Regions from separate parts of the Callithrix jacchus genome. Here region 2 is linked to region 1. A link is a contact called in public Hi-C data. All regions are on one chromosome and are shown on one strand. Each heading gives the region's core, a stretch centred on a gene start, on an enhancer-like site or on the middle of the called end of the contact. The rest is flanking DNA. Distances are from core to core; before and after follow the strand shown. Region 1 holds the start of PPP1CB (protein phosphatase 1 catalytic subunit beta). Region 2 overlaps PLB1 (phospholipase B1).

What was found. A called contact is a pair of places that touch in the nucleus more often than the background predicts.
Region 2: a Hi-C map of skeletal muscle shows a contact between it and region 1, with 2.4 times the contacts expected there. The contact joins the enhancer-like site here to the promoter of PPP1CB in region 1. A contact is called at or near these places in 2 of 3 Hi-C or Micro-C datasets (both in skeletal muscle).

What each region holds. Positions count from the first base shown.
Region 1 is chr14:86,291,191-86,294,209 of calJac240_pri, reverse strand. PPP1CB (protein phosphatase 1 catalytic subunit beta) reads left to right here and starts at 1,401. Exons shown (of 9, transcript XM_078349615.1): 1 at 1,401-1,587; 2 at 1,701-1,839. The coding sequence starts at 1,788.
Region 2 is chr14:86,439,753-86,442,771 of calJac240_pri, reverse strand. The region is part of intron 43 of PLB1 (phospholipase B1); the gene reads left to right. All of the region lies in intron 1 of LOC118147366 (a long non-coding RNA gene), which reads right to left. Among named protein-coding and RNA genes, the nearest start is that of PLB1, 120 kb to the left of the region's middle. Within about 2 kb of position 1,596, at least 7 of the 16 cell types and tissues checked have an H3K27ac peak or open chromatin away from gene starts, as enhancers often do. A contact at or near this core is called in skeletal muscle, where this site is marked.

The sequences.
Region 1 (3,019 bases), core at 152-2,651:
CCTCAATGAATCCCATCTACAAAGTAGAGATATGAATAGCACCTACCTCACAGGGCTGTCTAAGGGTTAAACGAAGTAACACGGGTGTAATATTTAAAACAGTGCGCCTATAATCCCAGCAGTTTGGGAGGTGGATTACCTGAGGTCAGGGGTTCAAGACCACCCTGGCCAACATGCTGAAACCCTGGCTCTACTAAAAATACAAAAAATTAGCTGGGCGTGGTGGCGGGCGCCTGTAATCCCAGCTACTAGGGAGGCTGAGGCAGGAGAATAGCTTGAACCCAGGAGGCAGAGGTTGCAGCGAGCCGAAATTGCGCCACTGCACCGCAATCTGGGCAACAAGAGTGAAACAACGTGAGTGAAAACCACACACACACACACACACACAACCGTGCCAGAGCCCATCCAGGGATCTGAACAAATGTCAGCTACTATAAGCGATACATGAGTTGGGGAGGCACTGCTTCGGGCTTGGGGCAACATCAGGTCTGGAAAAAAACACCTGTGGAATGAGTAAGGGCTGGCCACCTCCTAAAACAGGACAAAAGATTAGGCTTGCCTAGATCCTTAGCCTGACTGCTTCTCCTCCTGCCTTTCTAGAGGCGGTATTATGGGATGGAAACACTTGGTGGGTGCAGTGGGCATAAAGGTAAGTTAGTGTGTTTTTATCACCTAGGAGCTGAGTCGAGAGTGGGAGAAAAAAGGAAAAATAATTACCAGGTAGGATGACGATTAAGCAATATACTGGAGACAGGAACAGAAACACACCGTGGAAAAAAAAAAACCCACGGTGTGGATGGAGATTTAAGATAAGAGAAAGCGCTAGACACAGGCAGTCATCTGCACCCATGAATACTGTATTATTGCTGACTCCTCCAGGGCCCACTTTAACTCTTCCTTCAACCAGAATGCCTGCGGAACTAGCTTTGTGGAACCGCAGGGGATAAAGATCTTTATTTGCAATGTCGAACTCCAGCAGAGTAACCCTTTATTGCTTTCCACACGCGCAAAGCCGGGTTCTAAACGCTGCAGTTCGCGTTTCTCGGCTAACGAAAGAAACACGAGGAACTGCTTGCAGGTGCAGGGGATGAAGCCAAGAAAAGAAAAGCGAGGCCGAAAGGGCGCAACCACCAAGTCTGCGGAGAAACCAGGGCCGGTGGAGCAGAGAAATGGGAAGGTCAGCCCTGCCCCAGCGCGCCCAGCGTAACCCGGGTTTCCTTAGCGCTGCAAAGCCGGGGAACCTCCCGGGCGCCTGCGCCGCCGCGGCGAGACTTGGCGCCGTGGACATGGAGAGAGAGGGCGACGCACCTGCGCGAAGACGGCGACGGGAGAAGCCGCTCCAGTGCGACTGCGCGGCGGCCCGGGCGTCGAGGCAAACCTCGGCGAGGAGCGCGCCGCGCGCTTGCGCAGAGAACTGCGTTGCGCGGCGGCGGGCAAGGGCCGTGCGGAGTGAGTGGCGCTGCGGGTGGGGCCGTCGGCGGCGCTGGTGAGCTTTGCGGAGTTGGGCGGTGCCGAGGAGGAGGTGGCGGCCTGGGTCTGACGCGGCCCTGTTCGTGGGGGCCCCTCTTGTTTATTTATTTATTTTCCGTGGGTGCCTCCGACTGTGCGCGCGCTCTTGCTACCCGGCGGGGAGGGGGTGGGGGGAGGGCCCGGGAAAAGGGGGAGTTGGAGCCGGGGTCGAAACGCCGCGTGACTTGTAGGTGAGAGAACGCCGAGCCGTCGCCGAAGCCTCCGCCGCCGAGAAGCCCTTGTTCCCGCTGCCGGGAAGGAGAGTCTGTGCCGACAAGATGGCGGACGGGGAGTTGAACGTGGACAGCCTCATCACCCGGCTGCTGGAGGGTGAGTGCGCGCCGGGCCGCGACACAGAGGGAGGCTGGGCGTCGCCGCCGACCCCTAGCGTCCCCCTCCGCCGCCGAAACGCGACGGGACCCCTTTCCCGCCCCGAGACGAGTCTCTGGGAGCGCGGCGCGGCTGGCGGGGCGAGGAGGCTGCTGGACGCTGGGGAGCGGCCCCCGGGAGTGCGATCGGGGGAGAGGGGGCCGTCCCCGCGTACCCTTGGGGGCCAGGTGCGCTGGCTGGAGGCTGTGCGGAGCGGGTCTACGGAAGAGCCTTTCGGAAAGGCCGCCGGGCTCCGCGCGCCGTCGTTCTCGCCTCCGGTGACCCCTCCGAGGTGGCAGAGAGGATGCCTGCCGCCGGGCTTTGTGTCGATGGAATCCGTTTCTTCTCTGTTCTCTTTGTGCATTGCCCTTGGCTGCCTCCGTTTGTCGTTTCGGGAGTGAATTATGTGTGTGTATATATGTACCTGTCATGAGGACTGCTTCGTCTGCTCTGCATTTTTACGTGATGCTACAGAATGGATTCTTATTAAAGAGAGGATAAAATTAGCGGGAATTTTTTCCGCCATTTGTTTCTTGGCCTAAAAAAAAATTTGTAAGACAAAATATGTGATCAGGTTGAAGATGCACGTAAGACATGGGAAGTATGGAGATGCCTTTGCTGAAGGCTTCTGCGTTTGATTTGAGCAGAGCTTAATTTCTGCACAAACTTAGTGAATACCTATTTTTAAAGCCTGCCTTATGTTCAAAAGGTATCTGCAAGTCTACGCAGCATTTGAGCTTTCTGGGCCCTAGTGTTTTGATTGAATAGTTCTATGCTGGTGGGAAGGTAAGGGGGGAAAATGAAGAGGTAGACTAGCCAGGAGTTCAATGTTATTGATTCATTGCAGGATGTTATTCCAAGTTAAATGCAGTCTTCTGCCAAACAGTCCTCTACCCTAAAATTTGTGTCATCACTAATTTGTGAGTGTGTAGAAAAGCCTTTAAACCTTTTTTAGCAATTTGGAGGCCTCTGTTAGCTGCCGTCCAAGGATTGCATATGTACTGTTTGCTTTCAAATTACCTGAAGATAATTGTTTGCTACAGTGAAGCAAAATGTACTTATAATTGGAAAATCATCAAAGAAGATTGTGATGGGGAAGGGGTATTTCCTTTTTTTCAACGAATGTGTTGGTATCTAAAAC
Region 2 (3,019 bases), core at 347-2,846, 150 kb before region 1:
CAGGTTCTCGGCCACATTGTCTCCAGCTCCTGTTTCTAGGCCCTGTCTTATGGCTTTTTAACCAAATAAGGCCAAGGCCGGAGAGCCTTCAGCAGCAGTAAAAGCAGAAGGCCCGACCCAATCTGGGAGGCTGTTTCCCTCCTAGGTTGGCCACACCACCCTCTCCCACCCTCCCTGATGGGGAATGGACCTGCAGCCCCCTGCAGGTCTGCAGGGAATTCTGAGAGAGCGGGCACCCCTGTTCACATCCATGCTCTCTGTCTGCTGCCTGCCCTACCCCAGTCTTGGGCTCAGGCTCAGTCTGTGTGTCACCAGCCCCATCAGGAGGACAAGACTGGCAGGCGGAAGGGATGAGAAATGGAGATGGTCGTAGCAGAGGGCTCAATTGCTGGGTCTTGTGCTTGGAGCTAAGGAGATTGTCAGATTCTGCAACAACTTCTACAACACGGATGCCTCCAGCACAGATGGTCAGATGCTGGGCAAAGGGCTGCAGCAAAACCCTGGAGGCCCCTACTGTGCCAGGTGTAAACTCTTTACCTGCTTTCATAAGGATGTCCAGGGGGTTCGAGGGGAGAAGCCAGGGAACTTGGATAATGGGAGCATTTGGGGACTCAAATACCCACAGTAAGCCATACTGTAGGTATTTCAGTATTTTAACAGCTCATATAGCCATACCGAACATCAGTCATGGAAGACCCTTTCCAAACTGTCCATTCCCCTTCTATTACATAACAAAAGCAGCCATCGTTTGCAATTTCTTTCAACGAACATGTATTGAGTACTGAGTTGGAGCCTAGGCACTGGGTCAGGGAGAGGCCTGTCACTACGGGCTTCAAGGCAACCTCTTCCAGGCTCTGCCCCAGATCAGGCAGAGACCCCCAAAAAGGACGCTGCTCCACCCAGCAGCATCTTAAGCCATAGTGGGCTCAGTGCCTCCCTTCTAGACAGAGCCCGATTGAGTCACTGCATGTGCAGAGGTGAGCAGATCCAGCCTTGTGGAACCAGTAGAAGCCCAGCCTGGGTGAGGCTGTTGCTAAGCAACCCTGGAGCCCATTCTGAAAGGGTCCATCTGTTGGCCAGCCCAACTTCACTGTGTTCTGAGCATTCTGCATTCCCCAGGTCCCATCTGCTCCCTCCCATGTGCCTTAGAGCGATAATAAAAGTCCACCAGTATCTCAGTGTGAGCTGACAGGGGCCAGGCAGCACATATTTTTGTCCTAGATGTGTCTAAACATAGACGCAACAGGCGACAGGCAGAACGCAGTGGGGGGCGGGAGGCAGGAGGCCGAGATGCTTGTGAGCATGAGCTTTCCTGGCCTCCTCCCTTCTCCCATCCTCAGTCTAACTGCTCAGACTTCTGCGTGCCAGGAAGGGTGACTTCACAGCACTCCACGGATTTCTGTGGTACTTTCCAGTTGGACAAATTCTTTCACAGCCATTCTGTGGACTGAGCCTATACCCTTCCTGCCTTCATGGGCTCTCTGCCCACTCCTTTCCTAACCCTAGGGCAGCTGGCTGAACGCCTGGTCCTTTTTGCAGCTTTCGTTCTTCTTGGCCTCTCTGAAGTACTTGTCAAAGGCCACTACCTCCCCCTTGCAGCCCACTCCTTCCTGGGTTTGTGGACGCTAAATTACCTTGATTTTTCTGGTCTTCTGGTAGCTGCCTTTAATGCCCTCCTCCTCCCTTTTCTCAGCCTTGAAAATGGAGACATTCTTCAATTTTCATGTCTCCGTTCTATTTTCTTTCCTTTTTTACTCTCTTTTTGAAACAGGATCTTGCTCTGTCTCCCAGGCTGGAAGTGCAGTGGTGCAATCATAGCTCACTGCAGCCTTGAAGCCCTAGGCTCAAGCCATCTTCCCACTTCAGCCTCCCGAGTAGCTGGGACTACAGGCATGTATCACCATACCCAACTAATTTGGGGGTTGTTGTTGTTGTTTTAGTGTAGAGGTGGGGTCTTGCCATGTTGCCCAGGCTGGTTTTGAACTCTGGACTCAGGTGATCCAGCAGCCTCGGCCTTCTAGAGTGCTGGGATTACAGGTATGGGCCACTGTGCCTGGCCTCTGCTTTCTTTTCTGTGTCTCCACATCCTCTCACTCAGATTTATCCATTTCCAGGATTTCCCATGAAATGTCTGAGTGCCGGATTCCTCGGTCTCTCAGGCTGTGTCTTCATTTCTTCTTTCCCAAACTCCAATCCTATATTTCTGACCTTTAAAATACGTTTCCCCTGGAATGCTCTATAGGGTACAAGGTTACCCAAAAGGCAGATTAATGTATGATCAAGCAGGAGGGGGGCTGAAATAAGTTCATGTATCACACCCAATCTTTTCTCATGAGAAAAAGCAGGAGTTTGATAAATTCCTTTAAACATCATTTGTGGTTTACCAGTATTTCTATACTGAATTACATATAAGGGGCATTGCTATCTTTTTTTTTTCTTTTTTTTTTTTTGAGACGGAGTTTTGCTCTTGTTACCCAGGCTGGAGTGCAACGGCGCGATCTCAGTTCACTGCAACCTCCACCTCCTGGGTTCAGGCAATTCTCCTGCCTCAGCGTCCTGAGTAGCTGGGATTACAGGCACACACCACTATGCCCAGCTAATTTTTTGTATTTTTAGTAGAGATGGGGTTTCACCATGTTGACCAGATGGTCTCGATCTCTTGACATAGTGATCCACCCGCCTCGGCCTCCCAAAGTGCTGGGATTACAGGCCTGAGCCACCACGCCCGGCCCTATTGCTATTTTTTTGATGCTCAGAGCTTCTAAATCTAATCCTGCCATGATTCCACTGCCATCTCAAACTTAAAATTCATTCAAAAAATAATTTTCTGAGCAAGGAATGTCTAGATAGGAACGAATTTTTTGTCTTCCCAAACTCTCTGCTCCCTAGTTCTTTGTTTCTGTCAATGTTATTGGGATTTTCAAGCTCTATAGGCATGAAATGTCAGGGACCTTATCTAATAGGATTCTTCCTAGTGCCCCAGAATCTAACAGGATTCTTCCCACCTTCCCATTCCCAC